Linked DNA regions of Capsicum annuum: region 1 is linked to region 2. Evidence: chromatin contacts called from public Hi-C data. All regions are on one chromosome and are shown on one strand. The core of a region is the stretch at or near the end of the contact, and the rest is flanking DNA. Distances in the headings are between cores, read along the strand shown. Region 1 holds the start of LOC107872866 (probable transcription factor KAN2). Region 2 has its middle 44 kb from the start of LOC107872866.

Region 1 (5,437 bases), core at 869-3,368, 45 kb before region 2:
GTATACATTTAAATTTAATTAGATTTCAATACGAACATCAATATCAGATGGGAAAAAACAAGTTTAAACAAGGATTGAAAAGGTAAAGCAAAATAATTATAATTTTAATTCTTTGGTTATTGTTAAATTTTAGTGTGATCCTTTGATATTTTATTAAACATACTTAGTGTTGAATTAATTACAATATGCGAGAAGGAGAAGAAAAATGAGAAAGAGGAGGGGAGATACTAAATTTCTATGAATAAGGATAAAAGAGTTATCAAGAGATAATTTTTTATTTTTTAAAATTTTGCATCTAAATAATAATTTCACATAAGCAAATGTTATTTAAAAAAATGATTAAATAATTTGAGAAAAAAATATGAAATTTAAGTGACTTTTGAAGTAAAGATTAAAGTTGAGTGATTTTCTGAGATAAAAATAGAAAGTTGAGTGACGAGTTATTAACTCTTCGTATCAACAAGATCAATTATCCTCTTTTCATCTGATCCGGGAATCTTCAACACCTTCTTCCTCACACCTAGAATTGAATATCTGATACTTGAACAGTATTAGTTAAACCCATATCGACAGACTTATATCCGAGGTAATTTCACATGTCCTAAGATCAAAATGACACGAAGCAAAGTAAAATGGTCCATAAAATTGAACGGCCTAAGAAGATAAATTAAAGCTTTAACTTTTTCGTTGACTTTTGAAGGACCATTTGGCTGAGGCTTTCCCAAAGTAGGAAAGAAATTTGAGTGTACAAGGAAGCTGCAAATAATTTCTGAGTATTATATTATCCCAATGCAATTGACCAAATGAGTGACCATAATTCTGTGATTTACAGCCATTAGTAGGTCCAAATTTATGTGTAGCATTTTCTTGTTATAATAATTATCAGATCTAGAAATTTAGACCTTGTTAAAAGGGGTAAACATGTACTTTCACACCCGCATTTACATTAATTCAATAGATATGTTATACGTCCAGAGCTCTCTATTATGTCACTTCGTTCTAACGATATTTCATTATAATGATATAATTTTCTCCAAAATCGATTTCGCCCGTTATATTTTTTACTTCTCTATAACGGTATTTTATCTATTAACAACAATGTCCTTTATTATGATGGTACACTCGTTATAAAATTATCTTTCTATAGCAATATATTTAGATATTATATAAGAAATATATTGGATATAAAATAAAATATCAAATATTTATGGTAATCGTTATTTATGTCATGCACACAGTAAATTTTAAGTACAAATATCTAATTTAAAGAATATAAAAATATATATAAATGAAGGACATCAGTTACATCATTACTTCAAGAGGAAAATACTGCTAATATTTGTCTTTCTTATATACATGTCCTTTCTAATTTTGCACATTTTTGTTTATAACAGATAAATAAGATCTGAACGTCAAACGTCATTATATATATATATATATAGCAACACCTGTATATAACAATGATGAAATTTTCAAACAAATACTGTTATTATAGTTAATTATTTTGTTTCAAAATAATTGTACTTCTTAACTTTGACACTTCTCTGAATAAAAAATTTATTAGGTTTATTTTATCAAATGAATCTTATTAATTATATTTGAAAAGTATAAATTTAAGTATATATACTTTATTTAGTTATTTAATAATAATATTTAGTCATTTAATGATAAAAATATTATTAAAAAAATATAATAATATTTTTATAATTCTATAAAATAGAGAATTAAATTAAAATAAATATTTTTAAAAAGAAATCAACTATTTTAATTAAAACTAGGAGTATGAGTTGTTAAGCGACAAATGCGCACGTTAAAGCTTACACTAAAATTTCCTTTTTCTTTCCTGAAAGGCTGAAAGAATACTAGGGGACTTATCGTTAAAAGGAGGGGGGGAAATAAAAGTAAAAAAGAAAGCAAAGCCCCAAAACTTTTTTTTCCACCCCCAAACTTTACTCTATTTACTTTCCTTGACTTCATCTTTTCCTCACTTTTCTCATCTTACCCCCACGTCCACAAAAGGAACAATCTCCTCCCTAACCCCACAACCCCTCCCCCACCTGCACCCCCACCCCCCACTCCACCCCATATTAGCCTCACAAAGTGTCATTTTCTCACATATACTTCACACAAAAAGAAACAACCATTCACTCCATCTTCATCCCTTGTCATTTCTCCTCCACTTCCTCTCTCTCTCTAAAACTCAATCTCAAATTCCTCCTTACAACTACTCCTACTACTATTACCTTCTTTTGATCAACACAACAAACTCCAAAATCCCAAATTTTATCTTCTCTCCTTCAACCTTAAAATCTTAGCTTCTTGATAATCACTTTTTCCTTAACCTATTTACAAACACTACGAGAAACACCACCACCAACAACATAAAGAGCTAGCTAGGGCAAACAAAGAGAAGAGTTATATATAGATGGAGCTATTCCCAGCACAACCAGACTTATCTTTACAAATCAGTCCACCAAATAGCAAAGCATCATCAACAGCTTGGAAGTCTAGTATGGTCACTAATAATACTAATAGTACTACTAATCAAGATGAGATGGATTTACTCTTCTGGAAAAGAGCTTTGGAGTCAAGAAACTCAAAATCTGATAATAACAGCAATAATTCTTCTTCTCTTTTTGAACTTTCCTTATCCAATATTCCAAATAAACCTTCTCCTCCTCATCAACTTATTAACACTACTTCCCATTTCCATCCCACCATCCAAAACACTCACACCAATTTCATCCACCAATCTTTACAACAAAATCAAGAACTTAGTTTCTTAAGACCCATAAGAGGAATTCCAGTGTACCATCAAAACCCTCCTCCTCTTCCTTCTCCTTCTATTCCCGTTTCTCATCATAACTACCCAATATTTGCTCACCAAACTTTTGACAATACTAGTACTACTGCAGCTACATTACCTATACATTCTTCTGGTTGTTGTATTAGTAGTTTTAATAACAATATTAGTAACAAAACTATCTCTAATTCCTCACCAATTATTCCTTTTCATCAATCCCATCATCAAGCTGGCCTAATGCGATCGAGATTTTTGTCAAGGTTTCCAGCCAAACGTACCATGAGAGCTCCACGGATGCGCTGGACTAGTAGTCTTCATGCCAGATTTGTTCATGCTGTCGAGCTCTTGGGTGGCCATGAAAGTAGGCTCCTTTTCTTCCATATATGCTTTTATTCCTTGTTTCTTTTGTTTTCATGAATCCGAGTGATAAAGGGTTGAATCTTAGTTCATAGTAGCAGCAAAATCACTCTGCCACTTACAGTACGCCGTTGCTTATTGAAGGTTGTTCAACTAATTTTATCGCTCTTAACTCAATCTATTTTTTCTTCAAATAAAAATTGGGAAGAGAATTACAAGGTGAGGAATGGAACTGTCACCGCCAAGATAATGAACGTTTAGACAATCAATCAATTAAGCTACTAAAATTCATCTTTCATCTCAGTCCATCGATACATATGCAAAAAAAATTATGCTTGTGTTTTGTAAATGTATGAGATTTTGTCTATGATCATATGAACTCAATTAATATTATTAATTTCCCTTTTTTGGGTGATTTTATAGGAGCAACGCCCAAGTCGGTTCTTGAGCTAATGGATGTGAAAGATCTCACTTTGGCACATGTTAAATCCCATTTACAGGTAAATTTTGTACCCAAATTACTCCTAATTTTGTCGTAGCATAATATTAAAGGGGTCAATTTTGAAATTTAATTACTCTAGAGTATGCGTATACTGTGGTCTGTGGGCGAAAAGCTTTTGGAGTCCTTGCAAAAGTCTTAATACTTACATTAGAGTTCGTACAAAAAGCCAACATTATTACAAGAAAATGTCTAAAATCTACAGACACTTCAAATTCCAATGCACTCTTTTTATTTGTTTTCCTTTCTATAGTATAGCTAACTAGGCTAGCTAGTAGATCTGATGGTTCTGCAAAGGCTATAATGCAGCTTTTTTTCTTTTTCTTTTGTTGCTTTGGAGAATGAACCATCCATCCATGTAAGTAGCAGTAGCAGTAGCAGTAGCAGTAGGAGTTGTAGTAGAAGGGTAGTGTAATAAAGAAAGAAAAGAAAAGGACTGGGTCAATAACAGAGGAGAGGAGCCTTTATTCATAATGATTCATCAATAATACAATGTCACAAGACAGACAAAATACCAAAGAATGTGCAGTTAAAGAGTGGGTGAGTGGGTTGCAGCTTAGCCAGACAAGTTAGACACTCTTATTATTATTAGTCCTGCTACTAGTATTTTGAATGAGATCACTGAAAAATTACTACGAATACCTAAAGACCACTTTAAATTTGACATATTTTCTTTACATCTTTGAAATTATTAGCAATCTTAATTATCTCCTTGAACTTGCCTGTTTGAAAGCTTTTACCTCTTAGATGCTACTGTGGTAAAAAGAGAGTGACTACACTTTCTTTAAATAGTGCGGAGACGACTAAAATTGAGAAATCAGCTCTCAACTATATGTTATTAATGTGTATCTCACTCTCTTATAATGAGATAGTAGGGGTGGGGTTGAAGTCCACAAATTAGCTAAGGTTAGGAGGATAATTAAGATTACTGAGAGTTTAGTGGATCTGAAAAAATGAGTCAAATTAAGAGTGATCTTTAGATATTCCGCCAATAAATTACTGTTATTTTTCTATCTAACATAAGGAAGTACAAATGCAATCATGTCCCAATGATATCTCATCTTTATGAATTTTTGCACACCAAGCTCTTTAATAACAATGTTTGATATTTCTGTGTCCAACTATATTTTAATCCATGCACATGTCTATGTGTAGAAGTGCGTAAAACCACAACACAATATGATTAAATATATGAAATCTCTTAATTCTTAATCATATCTCTCATGTTTAAAACTTTGAAAATAAAAAAAGTGTGTCCAGGTTAATCTGTGGATTTACATGCGTTTATCTATCAAAAAAATGTGGTGCATGGGCATGCTATGTATTAGTGGTAACAATTATACATGTATGGTGAGTAGATGGGGCACAAACAAAAAGGTAGTCATCATTCAAGTGTAGGAACTTTTCTTTATTAAGTATTGTATCAATCAAGCTACCCTGTCTATCGTACTAGGAAAGGCCTATTCCATTATATTGTCTCAATCTTTTACATTTTGCTTTTCCTATGTTTGCAGTAGTATAAATACACTGTACTACTACTACTAATATGTATTTTTGTGCAGCTGAGCTTGAGTATATACAATTTCGGTCGAACTTGTGTCTAGTCTAGTCTAAATAATGAGTTTAAGTCGTATACCTTGTCAATACACATAATTTTATTTTTTGATCAAACTATCAGCAGGTAGTGTAAATTATATTCCAAAGTTGCACAAATTAAAGGGGATTAGGCTTGACCTCGGAATACAACACTTGATTAGTAAACCAATCCAGTCAACGAG
Region 2 (5,409 bases), core at 2,142-4,641:
CATAATGTGGTACATTATTGTACACATCAGCAACCACTTCTATGATACTTGCATTACGATCGAAAACTATGCACATATGTTTTTTTTTACCATATGCTTCCTTCAGATTCTCAAAGAACCAAGTCCAAGATGCGTCATTTTCAGAATCTAGTACACCATATGCCAATGAAAATATATGTCCCACATATTAAAAAAATACAAATAAGAATACATGATTTTTACACATAAAATACTGCATATGTATATTGTAAATACATACAGTTGGAAACATATGAAACTGTCAATGAACACATAAACGTATTGCATATGTATATTATAAATATATACAGCTGGAAACATATGAAACTGCCAGTGAACACATAAACGTACTGCATATGTATATTATAAATACATACAACTGGAAACATATGTAATCTTCATAATGTAATTTATATGTCCATCTACAAGAGTGTTTAACAAGAACAGGTATGCTTTCCATTGTCAATCTCCAGAACACCAAAAAACAATAAAAATAAAATTAAATATCAAATACATACTATATACAACAACTAATTTGTATATACAAAACTGTAAAATGAATTCCAACGAAAAGAAATCTTTTATTCGAATACTAGTTATCATCGACTAAAATTCAAATTTAACGTATAACAATTGTATCTCAATTTTCACATTACATAAACACACAGATAACTTTGAATTTTAAAAAAAGAATTTTGATCAAATCATTTTTTTTAGAACTGATAAAATTCATATACGATCTTAGATTTTTGAATTCCGCGACTGCACAATTTTGTTACAAATTTTTCAGTAATTTTTGCAATTTTATTTTATGAAACACACAAATAGAATCAAGTTTGTTTAAATCTCAAATATGTGCTATATACAACAACTAATTCGTATATACAAAGCTGCAAAACGAATACAAACGAAAAAAAATTTTTAGTCGAACACTAGTTATCCTAAACTAAAATTCAAATTTAAAGTATAAAAATTGCATCTCAACTTTCAAATAACAGAACAACAAGAACAAATTTGAAATTGAAAAAAAATTTTGCTTAAATCATTTTTTACGAGAACTGATAAAATTCGTATAAGATCTCAAATTTTTGAATCCCGCGACAGTTTGTTACAAGTTTTTCAGCAATTTCGCACTTTAATTTTATGAAAACCACAAATAGAATAGAGTTAGTTGATCAATACCTATAATTGGACCATTGTATTTTTAATATTTTCTTCAAAATTTTAGTCGATCAGCAAAAAAAAATAACATGAAGGAAAATGTTTTTGAATTTGATTTGAGTTGTTAATTATGGAAAACATTTTTTGAATTTTAATTAGTAGTTGTAATTTAATGGTTGTGCTAAAAAAAGAGTTTTATAAGGTAAATGAATCTGTAAAATTAAATGTGCCATAAATTAAGAAACACGTGTCATAAATTAAGGAACAATTTTTTCCCTTATTTAACTCAAACAGATTAGCATTAAATTAGGAAGGAAATCTCTGATTGTATATATATTTAAATAGCAACAGTTTACTGAAATACAAAATATATATTGCTATTTTTTGTAATTTTGAAACTGTTGCTATAAAAATTATAATTAAAGCTTTATAGTTGCTATTTTTAAAATTTTCCCTTATAAACTGATACTTTCTTTGGTGTCCCTCGATATATTAATTTAACTTCAATCAATTTCTTTACAAAAAAGTAAGCACTTAGAGTAATTTCATATGCTCTTAATCCAAGTTATGCTGCCAGGACTTAAATTTTTTAAAAAACGTTTACGTACGGCTTGAATCGACTAATTACTACTCCTTCCGTTTCATTTTAGTTGACTCTATTTCTAAAAATATTTGTTTCAATTTAGTTGTTCTTTTAATGATCAAGAGGATTTTATGTATATTCTTCCAATAATACCCTTAACATTAAATGATAAAACAAAGTGTATTTACTCAAATATATATTTTCAAAGCATAATTAATAAGACTTAATTTGATAAAATAGACCCCTAATTAATATTTTCTTAATGAATATGTCAAGTCAATAAGGGTTAATTAATATGAAACAGAGGGATTAATTGTTTTTAGCGTCATAGACCAATTAGATGTCCTTGACCAGGAAAGTATATCCAATGATCTTGAAAATGGATGGTAGCAAAGATCAAGGACGAAATTTTCTAAACTTAAAAATTTTGTGTGGCAAACGAGGTAAAAAGTTTAAGATTGCGCAAGAATATTTTTGTGAACGACCCATACGTCCTTGACAAGTTTGTCCATGCGGGCTTGCTTGACGAATGCTCTCCCCACACTAATGGGCCTGTGTTTCTTGACATAATTTTAGACTAATCTAGACAACCCAACCTCAGTGTCTTTCCTTCTAAGTTCTAAGCTATTCGCTATTCGACTCTGTAGCAGTGTTTTAAGAAATAGTCACGAGGCTCGCCTCGGGGTGCAGGCGTAGTCAAAAATGTCTCGAGGCGTTGTAAGGAGGTGAAAGTATCGAAAAGCGAACATCTCGAAATTTAAGGTGTTTGTCTAAGCATGAGGCGCAAATTAGATGTAAGCCTAGAAAATTTACAAAGTAAAATAATTTTTTTCTGTTAAATATCGAATTTAAATTTAATACTAAAATATATGATTGGTAAATACTTAAATGCACCAATCAAAAGTGAAAGAAACTTGAAAAAGTTACACTTTGATACGAATTTGTCCGTGGGGTCGATGATGCTGCTACTCATCAAGAAGGTACTGGGTGTACTTTCTTTTTCCTAATTCCTTTCTTTTCTTCTAATTCTTTTCAAGTCGTATGATGATGAGGTTTTAAGTTATTTACTTTATTAGTTCTCTTTTAAAACATAATATGTAGTAAATGAATGCGTAAATATATTGATCAAGAAACGAAAATGTGGGGTTTGATTGATTATGTAATTTTTTTTTATACAAACTTATGTTTTTGAGGACATATAATAGTTTATTATAAGAAAGTTGATTTTATAAAATATTTGTATTATGTGGCATGGGTTGGTTGTTGTTTTCTTGTTGAAGCAGTTTTAAATACATATTTCACTTTTTTTAAGGCGAAATTGTCTAGTGGACCTTGTACTTGTCCGAGTTTATAAGTGAACATCTCTACTTAGCCTTTTACCATCTGAACCTCTCAACCCATTAAAACACAATATTTAAAATTCTTTTAATGCATATGTTGCATTAAATTATTGAGATAGAAAATGCATGCTTGCACGCGTTTTTTGGGCAAGTGAAATAAAAAAGATATTTAAAATAATTAAAAAATAGTAAAGTCAAAAAAAAAGAAATAATCCCACTTTCTTCCTCTCTTTCTAACCCTTCCCTGCCCCGCCTTCCCCCCTCACCACCACCACGCAGCAACCATTCCCCTTCCCCCTCCCCCCTTCAATTTTTTTATTCTTTTTTGTCACCCTTCCCCCAAAACCACCCTCTCTAATTTTTTTTTATTTCTATTTCTTTGTCAGCCCCACGCATATCCCCCACCCCATCTGCATCACTCCACCTCACTATTCTTTTTCTTCCGGTCCTTACCCACATCGCATTTGAAAGAAGAAAATAATCTTTCTACCTTCTTCAAAATTTTCTTCTCCTTCATTCGAAATTTACTTTTTTATTTTTTTACAGATTATTTTTTCAATTCAAACTTTTCACATTTTTTTAGGATTAAAATTTAAATTTGAAGTGAAAGTGAGTGATAGTGGATATTGAGAAATTAATAAATTCCATGAATGAGTTTGGAAAAGCTTGAAGTTCAAGTTTGAAGAGCAAGAAATGAGTTTTTGTAGATTTTTCAAAGATATTTAAAATTTAAAATTTAAAATTTAAAATTTATTGTGTTTGTGCATTTGAATTTATAGTTGAAAATTTAAATTAATACATTTGAATTATAGTTGAAAATTTAAATTAATTGGAGAGGAATTTCAACGATTTGGAATGAATTTGATGCTCAATTTGTGATCAAATATTAAGAACATAATTAAAAATTTTTTACAATTTGTAAAATTAACTTTATTTTAATATTTAATTTCTTTTGTTGCATTTCAAAATGACGTGAAATTTAATGCAACATTTAAAAATGACGTGGAAGATGATTTTGCCATTTTAAATAATTTTGATGTAATTTTACCTTTTTAAGTGATTTATCTCTTTTAAAATTTTTTATATCTACTTATATTAATTTAAAAATATTAAAAATTAAAGGAGTTGTGGAACTTACGCCTCATCGCCTCGGGACCTATGCCTCGCTTTGTACTAAGTAAAATGTCTCACCTTACGCCTCCGCCTTTAAAAACACAGCTCTCTAGCAGTACTTATTTAGGTGATACTTTGGGAATACATGAAACAAAGATGGGAACTAGATTTAGATATTAGAAAGAGAAGTTTTTGTTTAATCCAAATTTGAAGTGTCTTTTTCCATATTCATAATCCTTGCATTGTTTTATGCATTATTCTCACTGTATCCTTGCTAAATACTCTCCTTTCCCCTCTCTTTTAGAGTTTTGACGCTAAATATTTTTTATGTCCAGCACATTAAATGTAGGTTTCACAAATCGAAAATTAGCATAACATTTGAACCTAGCTAGCTCTTGATTATTAATTTTACTATTACCAACTTGAGTTTTCCTATCCCCTCTTTCTTTTTTCATTTTTAAGCTTCCCATTAGAAGCACATATCTTTTTCTGGGTCCTGTTCAAACTTATTGGACATCTATCCAATGTAAATGATGGAGTAATAGGTAATTCTCAAATATTTCTATTAAATCATTCTTGTCCTTAATAGGGAATGTCTTATAAGAAATTTATGATCAACAAATTTTTTTCAAGACAAATTAAAGCTATTACCCTAACTTAATACAAAGTTAGTTAGCCTCGTTCAACTCCACACTGTTAATATCCACATCGTTCAAAAATCTGTTCTTTTCAAACACATGAATCTCCAGCTAAGTAGTTGTCGTCTCAAAGCATGTTACAGGTGTCCATTGTCCAAATTTTCAAATAGTCCTAAATCCCATTTACGTATAGAAAAATATATATTCACAGCTGACGGAAAGCAACTGAATTTTATATATTTATATATATATTTGTATACAACAAGAGGCCAAAACTCAACACCTGAACACAAGTAACAGTTGACAATAAAAAGCTCATGAAGATCCCTCTTGAAGAAATTGTAAAATTCAGTTTTCTGGCACAACTTTAGTGAAACAAATAAAGTAGCTGATTGCTTGGCAAAGAAAAGTTCCAGACAACAACAATGCTAAATAAGCTTTATCACAAGTCCTACAGTCTGTCAGCTGCAGGTAGGAAAACATATTTCCCAAAAGTAAAACTTGCATTAAACCATTCTTAAGACTTTAACTAAATTAAACCTTAAATTTTTTTTTT

The links. A called contact is a pair of places that touch in the nucleus more often than the background predicts.
Region 1: a Hi-C map of placenta shows a contact between it and region 2, with 2.3 times the contacts expected there. The contact joins the promoter of LOC107872866 here to the enhancer-like site in region 2. A contact is called at or near these places in 3 of 5 Hi-C or Micro-C datasets (leaf and placenta).

What each region holds. Positions count from the first base shown.
Region 1 is chr6:187,048,591-187,054,027 of UCD10Xv1.1, reverse strand. It overlaps LOC107872866 (probable transcription factor KAN2), which reads left to right and starts at 2,118. Exons shown (of 6, transcript XM_016719516.2): 1 at 2,118-3,164; 2 at 3,584-3,660. The coding sequence starts at 2,426.
Region 2 is chr6:187,004,728-187,010,136 of UCD10Xv1.1, reverse strand. No RefSeq gene overlaps it. Among protein-coding and RNA genes, the nearest start is that of LOC107872866, 44 kb to the left of the region's middle. Within about 2 kb of position 3,391, at least 5 of the 5 cell types and tissues checked have an H3K27ac peak or open chromatin away from gene starts, as enhancers often do. A contact at or near this core is called in leaf, where this site is marked.